2 separate regions of the Oryctolagus cuniculus genome follow, and region 2 is linked to region 1. Evidence: chromatin contacts called from public Hi-C data. All regions are on one chromosome and are shown on one strand. Each heading gives the region's core, a stretch centred on a gene start, on an enhancer-like site or on the middle of the called end of the contact. The rest is flanking DNA. Distances are from core to core; before and after follow the strand shown. Region 1 holds the start of RASGRP3 (RAS guanyl releasing protein 3). Region 2 overlaps LTBP1 (latent transforming growth factor beta binding protein 1).

Region 1 (5,637 bases), core at 2,466-4,965:
TTCCAGACCACCCCATTGTGCCTCGGCGAGTGCTTGCTAATATAATACTGTTTGGAGCTTGCAAAGGAAGAGCTCACTTCCAGTGCCCAGCTCTGCAGTCTCTGAGCTGGGCTGAACACTGTTCACGGGGATCACCACTAGAGGGCAGCCAGGGACAGGGAGAGGAATTCAACATCATTCTTGGGCTCGATTTTTTCTCTTCACCATAATCTTCATTTTGCCACATAACGAAGGGAAAATCAAAAATGAGTCACTGAAGTGGAAAGCTACTTAGATAAAAGTAAACAAATAAGAAATCTCGGTGCATAAGCCAATCCTATAAGAGAGATAAATCAAGAAGTGCAGGATTTTATTAGCATTACCACTGTTAGGAAGAATAAAAGAAATCTGGTTAGAATTTGGGTTATAGCATGAAAAATTGGTACCTTTAGACCTCTGCAGGTGATGAAAGTAAAATCCACTGCAATATCCTTGCATTTTTCATGCGAATTAGCAGGCACACGGGCTTTGGCCTCATATATGCCTGGGTTCCATTTTCTATCTCTCACCAGCTGTGCTATCGTAGACAAGTTATTTAACTTCTCTGAACATCCATTTACTCATCTATAAAATGTGACTAGTGGTGGAGCCTGCCCAAAGGTGATTGTGAGCATTAAATAAAATAATAGAGCCTGGATGTGTAATGAATGCTCATTAGAGGTTGGCTGTCACTTCCAGTGGTTACCTCCCTCCTAAATTACTGCCCATTTTCAGTTGTTTGTTTACTTTTTTCTACCTGGCTCTCCATCATCATCTCAAATTTAGCAGGACTGAAACCAAAATCGTCATTTCTCTGGCTAACTCCCTGACCTGCTGCTGTCTCTTTGGTCATTTCTTTGGACCATAAAGTATGTTGTCCTCTTTTTTGTTTAATAAATTAATTTGAAAGAGAGAGAGCGAGCGAGCGAGAGAGAGTGCTTTCCAATAGCTGGGGCTGGGCCAGGCTGATGCCAGGAGCCAGGAATTCCATCCAGGTTTCCCATGTGAGTGGCAGGAATGTAAGTACTTGCATCATCATCTGCTGCCCGCCAGGTGCATTAGCAGGAAGCTGGATTAGAAGCAGAGCAGGACTGGCACCCACATTATGATATGGGATACCAGCAGCTGAACCCGCTGCACCACAATGCCTGCCCACATCATCTTCTTTAACACATTCTCTCCTATTATTATATTATAAGAAGGAGACCTTAAAAATATGTTTTGATGATGTGGAGTTGCTTATTGGCCTGTAATAGAGAATGTGAGGGGATGAGTACATAGGAGAAAGGGACTCTCCAGAGGTCATTATTCCAAATTTCAGGTTCCTGTAGATGCACAAAATCAACAAGTAACGCCCCTTCCTCCTCTGACCAGCATGAGGCCAGATGGCAGGAGTGTGCAGCCACCTGACCTAGTGCTTCTCCTGTTTTCAACACATCCCACACCTGCAGAGTCTATTTGACAACTTCTGATTTCCTTGCTGCTTCCCATGGTCTATTCAGCAACCTGATTTCACTTATATTTAAATGAGAGGGCCAAGGGTGGTTTCTGCTACATAAACTGCAAGCACATAGTGATTCTAGGAGTCATACTGAGAATGAACAATAAATGTCTATTAAATGGAAAAAAGTTATATTGGACAATTTTTTTTCAAAATTAGCTCTCACTTATAATGTTCCCAAAAGCTTGAAAACACATCAATTACTGTGTGAAACTATTAAGCAATTCCTGAGAAATGTATTTCCAATAACTAGCATTTCGTAGATTTATAAGCACCCGTGGACATCCAGGAACCAGTGACCTACAATGAGACTTTTACAAGTGAAAAAAATAGATTCTTAGAATGAAATATATAACTCATAATTTTATCTATTGCTTAAACCTGAAGCAGTACTAAGCACTTCTCTGAGTTCCAGGACAAGATGAATCAGGACAGCTCTGAGCAACCTCTCCACCATTACAGCTCCGTGCTGTGGCAATTAGCTCGGCTACCTTAGACTGTCTGTGGGGTCAGAAAATAGACTGAGAACTGATGGTAGCACTTGAATGTCCTGAAAATAAGCTCTGAGTTTGCTTCTTCAGGTCTACCACATTCACCAAGATTGTTTCCTCGCAACTTAATTTCAACTAAGAAATCACGACTTTTCTGTTTAACAGCATCATACCCTCCTATGGTGTCCGTGGAATGAATTATCATTTTCTAATCAAAAAAAAAAAAAAAAAAGACCCTTACATTTTCCCAGGAAATGAGACCCACACTGAGCCAGAACCGAGTCCTGGCCTCCTATGCGGGTCCTGGCTGGCGCTGCACTTCTGACTTCCAGTTTCTCTATCTTCTTACGACAGATTCTAAACATCCCAATCTCAAACAAGGATAAGCCCAAATCACAGAAACACATTTCCTCCTTGTCTTCCTTTTCAATAAACCACCAGAAACGTATTCCTTTGTTAGTTATTGTGGTGACATCAATCAAGTTACTCCAACACATAACTGTGGATATTATCAGCAGTAGATGCAAATAGGGTGCATCATTTAAACAAATGTGCTTGTTTAGGGCAAGGAATGTTCAAAGAATTCAGAATGTCCCTAGGAGCTTTCCAAGTTTCCGTGGGCAGCATCAACTGTTCTTGGATTTAATCCATTTCCTTTCAACCTTTCCACTTTCAAACCCAGTGACATTTTTCAAGGCATTCAGAAAATAGATGCTGAAAGAATGTTTTTAAATAATAATTTAAATGCAAATACTTGCTGTGAGCAGTTTCTAGCCCTGGAAACAGTTCACTGTTTTCTTGTTGTTTTTTTGTTTGTTTGTTTGTTTGTTTGTTTTTGTACTTCTTGAAAGTTCTTTTCTGAAAGTGAATGTCCAGGAAAAGAATATTTATATTTAAATAAATAATCTTTATCTCCAATTAATTTCATATAAAATTTAAATTTTGGTTAAAATGACTTTTTCTAGAAATGTCTATTTTTGCTTGAGGACCTGTTTATTAAATATATTCTAAGCCGTCATTGATCAAAGAAACCATAGATGGATATTAATTAGCTTTTCAAACAGGAAAACAAATACCAGAAAAACACTTTTTTCTGAAGTGATCATCCATGAAATTATTTATACTATCTAATCTCCTGATGATAAAGAAACTATTGAAGTTAGTGGAATAAAGTTATCCTAAGGAAATTATTATTTTATGAAATATTTATTGTTAAGACTAACAATGTCAACTGGGGCAGGTTTCTATACTCCTTCAGAGGTAAAAATAAGGCCCACTGAAAAGTTACATGCCCTCAAACCACAAGTATTGCCCATGCTAACATCAATATAATTCCTGAAATGCATGAAGATACGACAGACTGAAACACGACACATACCTTAATTCGCAGATGTGTGATCATTTATAGTTCCTCCCACTATTGAATCATCTTTTTCTTTCCACTTCATCAATTTCTAGCAAGTTTTCTCTTCAATGTGTCTAAATACCTAGAGAGCCCTGTTCTCTCTTCTAAAATGCTGTCATCACCTCCATTGCCCAAATGCAGTTCAAAAATAAAGAGGGGGAAAAAATGAAAAGAAATTTGCAAGCTGCTTACGCCTAACAACAGTCAAGCTGCTAGGCTTTGAGTTCAATGAATTAAAGGTTGTTTGGCTAAATGGCAGGCACACTTCCTCCTATTCTTTCCGAACTTAGTTTTCCTGCCTCCAGTGGGGCTTTTTCCTTTCCAGGGCTATAAATAGGCTGAGCACTGAGGAAAGAAGGCAGGAAATGCATTTGATTAGAAAAAGCAGCCCAAGTTAGGGCCCTGTGTGTGTGTGTTTTCCAAGTGAACACCAATAAACAAGCTAAAGAAAATTTGGCCTCAAATAACTCAGCTTTGGTATACGCACCATAGTCAAATTATCCTTAATTTCTTATAGTCTCAGTTTCAATAGAAGTAGTTATGTCCTATAAGCAAGGCTTGGGCTTGAAGATGCATCATTTTCTGATAAAATACTATGAATGAACCTACTCCGAGTCCTTTATTTTCTATAGGAGTGGCATGTAAATGGAATTTCTAAGAGACAAAGGATGTGTGAGGTAGGAGGCCTAGGGAGGACTTTCGTTGTTTTTCTTTTGGGGTTGGGGGAGAAGAATTGAAATGCTTTTTGAAGCAAGTTTCAACATAAGAAAGATACCATTGGGTGAATAAGAAAAGCAGATATTTCTGCTTAAAACAGTTTATAAACTGGTCATACATCTGCAACCTAAACTAATAACCCACAGTCCTACTACTCAAAGTTGTTCAACTTCCCTCATAATTATAGACAACACACACTAAATAAAAATTAGTTATCATTTTCACATAGATTAGCAGATAAAAATTTGGATAATGTTTGAGGCTGCTGAAGTGTAAAGAGATAAGCATTCATACAATAGTACATGGAAGTTTATGTTGGCATAAACTTTTTGCAAGATAATTCTCAACTTCATTCAAAATATTAGCTAGAGTAACAAGATACTAAAATGAGGTTGATTCTGTGAAGTGAGAATTTAAGTGTGGAGAGGGAGGGTGTTTTAGTTGTGACATTCATATTTTATACTCTTGTAATTATCTTGTGTGGGTCATACTTTACAACATTAATTTTAAAGACAGAATTTTTAAACTGCTATTACTTAAGTTCCTTCATATGAATCTATTAAATGCTTATTTATTATATGTCATGCAATCATCTATCATCCCTATCTCTCTGTTTACATAGGTACTTCAAAAAAGTTCATAGAAAATAGGATTAAAAGATTAATTTATTTTAATGTAAAAAGTTTTGAAATTCATGTATAGTTTGTTCATCATACTCATTTCCATGATCTTCTTGAAGACCCTTCATATCTGTCTATCTACCTAAAAATTTATCTATCATTCCATACTACTGTCATTCAACATGACACATTAATTTCCCAGCTACTTGGAGAAGCTACCTAAAGCAAGCCAAAGCAGTGCAAAGAACAGGCCAACTGTATTTAAGGGAGAGATAAAAGAGTTCATACACTGTGGGCAGTCATGATAAATATAAACTTCACTAACACATATATTTGAAATTTATGAGTCACCTGAAACAAGACAAAACCAAAATAAACTGTGATAAACTAAAATTAAAAGTTGATCATGGAAACAAAACTTCCTGTTTCCTATTTTTGTGTAGTGATTTGACAATTGTTTTCTAATCCATCATTTCTTGTCCCTTCTTGCAAAGCCTTCTTCAATAGAAACAATAGGCTATTGAACAATGAACTCAGCCAGAGCTATGGGGAAAAAGCAAGACTATCCACATCCCAGGTGCAGATTGGGAAGGAAAATGTGAGCAAGAGAGAGAGGGAGGAAGAAAGGGAGAGAGGGAGAGAGAGAGAAAGAGAGGGAGATGGAGAGAAAGTGAATGACTTCCTTGTAATAGCAGAAAAGATGAAGGAAATCCATGGCTGTTGGCATAGAACAGCCACAGTGTGTTGAAATAGCTGAGTTGACATTGGCAAGAACAAGGCTAGCAATGGGGTGACATGTTTTGGGGAGCCAGCCGGGCTCCCATGTGGGAAGAATGAATGTTTCTAAGAAACTAAGGATATTCACCAGGCTTTCACTGTCCTCCA
Region 2 (5,553 bases), core at 180-2,679, 88 kb after region 1:
CACCAGGGGCCTTCTGGAAACTGGTAATGTTCATGACCCGGCCAGGGGCTGCAGAGCTGGGTGCTGACCCATCTGGCTGCAGTCACAGATTGTGATTTTCATGTACAAGTGTATGTCAGAAAGCTCATGGAAAATGGAATTAAAAGTTAACATGCATCGACCATGAACTTTCTGAGGTCCCCTTGTACATTTAAAAGCATTTGTAATTCTTTGTGATGATCAATACACTGGTACCCTTAAAAAATCTTTTTGACTTTGAATTGAAACAGTTCCTAAACGCACCCACCAAGCTCTAGTTGCTCTAGAGTGAGTTCCTATGCAGTGAGCACTGTGCACAGGTGACAGGACTCACAGAAAAGGCTTCGTGTACAGTGTTAACCCAGCAATACCGCTCAAGTCCTAACCCCCAACTCCTAGCTCCACAGCGACTCTGTGTCTTAACATGGTACAATGACAAGTGGGGCGCTAACAAGACTCCTGGAATCCACATTTCTCTATTCCTGTTCTTGACAACTTGCTGTCTATGAATATATCACCTATTCTTTCAGACTTGGGTTTGTGACTATGTATTTGGAAGTTCTGATTTCTGCCATTAAAAAGTGAGCTTGTACGTGGGGAGGCTTGCTCACACAGGATGCTCTGGTCACACACCGGGGGACAGTGACCTCCAAAAGGCAAACACTACTTGTGCACTTGGACACGCGCTCACCTTCCCCCATGAAAGCTCTGCGCATAGATCCAGGACAATCCAGCACACACTATTTCTTACTTAATCGCCTTGTGAGTATATGTGCAAGAGCGCAAGGTTTGTTTGTTGTTGTTGTTTACAGGCAGAGTGGACAGTGAGAGAGAGACAGAGAGAAAGGTCTTCCTTTGCCGTTGGTTCACCCTCCAATGGCCGCCACGGCTGGTGCGCTGCGGCCAGCGCACCACACTGATCTGAAGCCAGGAGCCAGGTGCTTCTCCTGGTCTCCCATGGGGTGCAGGGCCCAAGCACCTGGGCCATCCTCCACTGCACTCCCGGGCCACAGCTGAGAGCTGACCTGCAAGAGGGGCAACCGGGACAGAATCCGGCGCCCTGACCGGGACTAGAACCTGGTGTGCTGGTGCCGCTAGGGGGAGGATTAGCCTAGTGAGCCATGGCTCCGGCAGAGCGCAAGTTTTTTTAAAACACTCATCTTGTTAGAGTTAATGTCTGTCACTTCCTTGAATCAAAAAAAAAAAAAAAAAAAAAAAAAGGCGGCTTCCAAGCAAACCTTGGCCCTGGAAGTAGACCACCACTGAGAGAACAAAATAGATGATTTTGCTATGGAAATTACGACAATAAGATCATTTTCTTTAAGAGAAGTAAACATAGACGCGGCCCACCAGCAAGATGAACCACGGAATCTGTGGCTGTCAGACTAGAGCATATGGAAGAACTACCCATGCAGCTTGAAAAATAGACTTTCTTAACAGCAGGTCTGGGCTGTGGCCCAAAAATCTGCACTGCTAACAGATTCCCAGGAATCACATGTATCTTTCATCACAATTCACGAGTTTGCTTACGGTCCTGAACGAAGTAGGGGTCAGCTTCGGGAGTGTACTGTTCACTGAAGTCAACCAGGGCGTCTCGTCCGTATGGCCGCCGGCGTCCTGCCACTGGGATGTTACACAGCTGGGCGTAGTCATCTACGAAGCAAACAGTGACCAACATGAGACCCCATCCCTGCTTGGCAGCTCCTGGGGGAACCATTCGCAGCTCAGAGCAAAGGGGGATCCGCTAGGGCACAGTCTCATACCAGCCTCCACCTCCCATGCACCACTGCATGTGGACTGTGTCTAAAGATTTTTCTTGAATTTGAGATGGCCAGAGAGAGGGAGCATTCACCCACTGACTCACTCCCCAAATGCCTGCAACGGGCGTGGACCAGGCTGAAGCTGGGAGATGGGAACTCCGTCCAGGCTCCCCATATGGCATGTTAACCTGCTTCATCAAACACCCACCCCAAAGACCAAAACCCGTAGCTAACTACTGACAGAACGTGAAGGAATGGGAAAAATGAGCCAGGTCTTTGGGAAGAACAGCTTTACTCAAACCCATCTGATGGGTTTGAATAAAGGTATCATTAAAGACACGTTTAAGGTATAAAAGTTACTCTACGGGCAGGGACGTCTCCACTCACTAGAGAGGAAACTATAGACTTCTGGTGTCCAAAAATGACCTGATACTGAGCGAGGATGCAGCTCTGTAGGCTGCATGAGCTGTTGGCCACTCTGAGGATGTTTCAAAACGTGTCCACGTTTCGCAGCAGATGCATATGTGGGAGTAAAACCGATTTTGCACCCAAGTCAACTTTTCTTTTAGTTCTATTTTCCAAACTTTTTGGAGACCCTTTCTGTTGTAAACTCATATTCCTACATGTCCCTTATGAACAGCATTACGGCAATGTTGATTACAAAATAAAGATGGTGTCGTAGTGGCTGTAACAGCAGCTAACAGTTGCAGCAGGCTCACCGCATGTTAGGTATTGCTCTAAGCATAGAACACACATTATTCACTCAAATACTGACACTACCTTATGAAAGGGCTGTTCTAGGATCTTCAGTTTACTGATGTGGAAACAAAAGCACAGAGATGTGGCAGGGCCAGATCTGTGGTCATTACTGGAACACCATACCGCACGCTCTTAACATTCTATATCTCCCACAACCGTCCTCCTTCCTTTGAAACTCTTAAATATTAGTTTGAGAAAGTGCATCCATTTGCTGGTTCAGGTTCACTCCCTGAATGCTCATACTGGGTTAGGCCATGACGCATCTGGGAACTCAACCCAGGTCTTCCCTGGAGGTGGCAGGAAGCCCCTGCCTCCTAGGGTCTTGCATTAGCAGGTAGCTGGACTCAGGAGCTAGAATCAGGAACTGCAGTGTGGGATGTGGCTATCTTGACTGCTAGGCTCAGTGCCTGTCCCTCCACTGGCATCCCTGTCCTCTGCTTCTCTGAACCCCAGCTAGACTCACCTGGTTATTTCTCGAGGCCACGTTCCCAGCCCAGGCTGGGTCAGCTCCACGGCCATCTGCCTTCTGAAATCCCTGCAGTCCTCACGGGCTGCACTCAGCACATGGATGTCCATGTATTGTAGGCTTACAAAGCTTTCCAGCAATTATGAGCCAGGCTCTTGCCTACATTTAGAAGTAGTCATCTAGGGAGGAAAGCTGGAGCAAGCACAGCTTCATGTTCTCTACATGTGTATCACAGCACATAGCCTGTTCAGATATGTCCATGGGTGGTGGAAACTCCGGGGCTCCCTGGACAGCCCCAGATCAGGCAAGACCAAGCTCTCGGGGCGGTCTCACAGGCAGCAGCCCCCTGGCCTGGAGAGGCCCTGTATTCTCATAATCAGAACAGCGCCTAGGCAATCATGGGAGTGCGGAAGGCTCTCTTTCCCCCACTCCTACTCACAGGACTTGAGGAACGAGGGTGAGTGTCCACGTGCGCTCACGTGCATGTACGCACACACACAAACACACAAAACTGCACAAAGAAAGTGTCAGGCAAGAGAAGACCTTGAACCACTAGATAGCGAAGGAGCCCGGCTGCCCCTTCCTAAAATTCTCCTTACGTGGAGGCCTTCCAGGACCATCTAGGCCTCAGACGTCCCAGCACTTTAGTGTGAAACCATTAATTTCATTTAGGAAAGAGCTGAACCTGGAAAAAGACCCTTGCCTCAAGAAAAAAAATACAACTTCAAACAGAACCCAAATGGTTGTCAGTTCTGCTTAAAGTTTGAGAAAGAAGACTGAAGATCTCCCTGTGAGAGTGAGATTGCTGAAATATTTACAAGTTTCAAGAGCTGAGGTCATCTTTTCTCATGACTTTTTATATGCATTTGTCGTACATCTGAGAGGGAGACTTGTTCAGTATTTTATATCCAAGCAACAGTTGTGATCAAAAATGAATATCAAAGATGAATTAATTCATGGGCTTACTTTGTAGAACTAAACCCAGGGTGGCTGCGCATCCTCCTTGGGACAGCTGTTAGGGACAACTGAAGTCCCAGGGATGTTGAGTGACACACTCAAGGCCTGGCCAGGGCTGCCTGGGGCTCAATCCATGCTTGTCCCCTTGAACCATGCCTCCCCTCCACAGAGCCACAAGATAGCCTCAACGCACAAAGCTCTCACCACTGGGCAAAGGCCAAAGGCAAGGCCGAGTGTGAGAGAGAAAGGAGAAGCAGCAAATTCCTGGGGAAAAAGTGACACTTGAACTGAAACTAGGTGACAAGGAATTACCTTACAGGAAAAGATATTCTGGATTAATTTTCAAAAGCACTTTTCCAAGGACATTGAGAAAGGAAACTACATTGTGTCTGGGTTGCTGAGGGGCAGAGCAGAGGAATGGGCAGCCAGCACCTCTAGGCCTTGCCACATCTTCTCTCCCCTCTTCAGATCCCAGAATTTCTGTTTTTCTACCTCCCTTTCTCCACTACACTAACATTCCAAGCTCCCAGACAGTTTGGTCAGTTATCAAAACATCATTTCTGCATTATATGTACTCTCCTTTGTACTTGAAGATGTGCTGTGGTCCCATCAACACCAGGACATGTATTTTGAGTTATTTTTCTGGGAGCATGGATGGGTCTGTCCTAATCCATCCATGCTGCGCCTCCCGCTGCGCACATCTGCTCTGATGCTTGGCCAGGGTCAAGGGTGCAGTGAGCATGGAGTAATGGAAAGAACGTGGACTTGGGAGGCAGAAGCTGGAGCCCAAGCCCTCACTGCACCACTTTCCAGCTTAGCAATTTTGGACAAGCCTCAGTTTCCACATCTGTCGCATGGGCATAGAAAGTCTTCTCCATCTACCTGTGCATTAATGATACACACAAAATGAGGTTCTGTTGTGGAGCTGCTCACAAATATTGGAGTACCAAGAAAATGGAGGTTACAGGTTTCTCTTGTAGGTTAAATCACAGTTTCTGCTGAACATCTGGAAATCAATATTTTTGAAGACAGTATTGGAAGGAAGGCAGATATAAGTTTTAACATGAACAGACCCTGAAGGTGTTTATCAAGTGGGCAAAGAATGGTGGGATAAGATGACTAGTGGTCTCCAGGTGTTTTTAAGTTTTGCTTCAACATTATTTGCTTCAATATTATTTGTTTTTAAATGGATGGAGGCAACTCTAGCTCAGTAAATAGAGAAGAATGTCTTCATGGAGTCCATCTCCAACAAGACATAAAAATTGTTGGCTGCCTTGGCAAATTCAGTGACAAACTGGTCAGTGATTAAGGCCGAACAAGAGCATATTTTAACACTAGACCAGGACTCAATGGATAGGGAAAAGCTGAATGTTCACGGCTGCATCGATCAGAAGAGTCTTGAGTGGAGGGTAGGTTTCCAGAAGTGTGTTTCACCACCTTTTGCGGGGACCAGTGGGAATATACAAAATATTCCCATGAGTCTTGGGCAAGGTGTGCTCTCCAGGATCCTCTGAGCAGTCCAACCAGAAACCACGCTAGCTTGGAGGTGCCGGGCTTCGGGTACCGCTAGTCATTGCTACAGTCCAGTTTCGG

The links. A called contact is a pair of places that touch in the nucleus more often than the background predicts.
Region 2: a Hi-C map of an unstated tissue shows a contact between it and region 1, with 1.9 times the contacts expected there. The contact joins the enhancer-like site here to the promoter of RASGRP3 in region 1. A contact is called at or near these places in 3 of 6 Hi-C or Micro-C datasets (psoas muscle, skin fibroblasts and an unstated tissue).

The regions. Positions count from the first base shown.
Region 1 is chr2:169,424,090-169,429,726 of mOryCun1.1, forward strand. RASGRP3 (RAS guanyl releasing protein 3) reads right to left here and starts at 3,716. Exons shown (of 19, transcript XM_070069715.1): 1 at 3,389-3,716; 2 at 2,252-2,868.
Region 2 is chr2:169,514,217-169,519,769 of mOryCun1.1, forward strand. LTBP1 (latent transforming growth factor beta binding protein 1) reads right to left here. Exons shown (of 33, transcript XM_070069261.1): 31 at 1,549-1,671. Among named protein-coding and RNA genes, the nearest start is that of RASGRP3, 89 kb to the left of the region's middle. Within about 2 kb of position 1,430, at least 2 of the 8 cell types and tissues checked have an H3K27ac peak or open chromatin away from gene starts, as enhancers often do.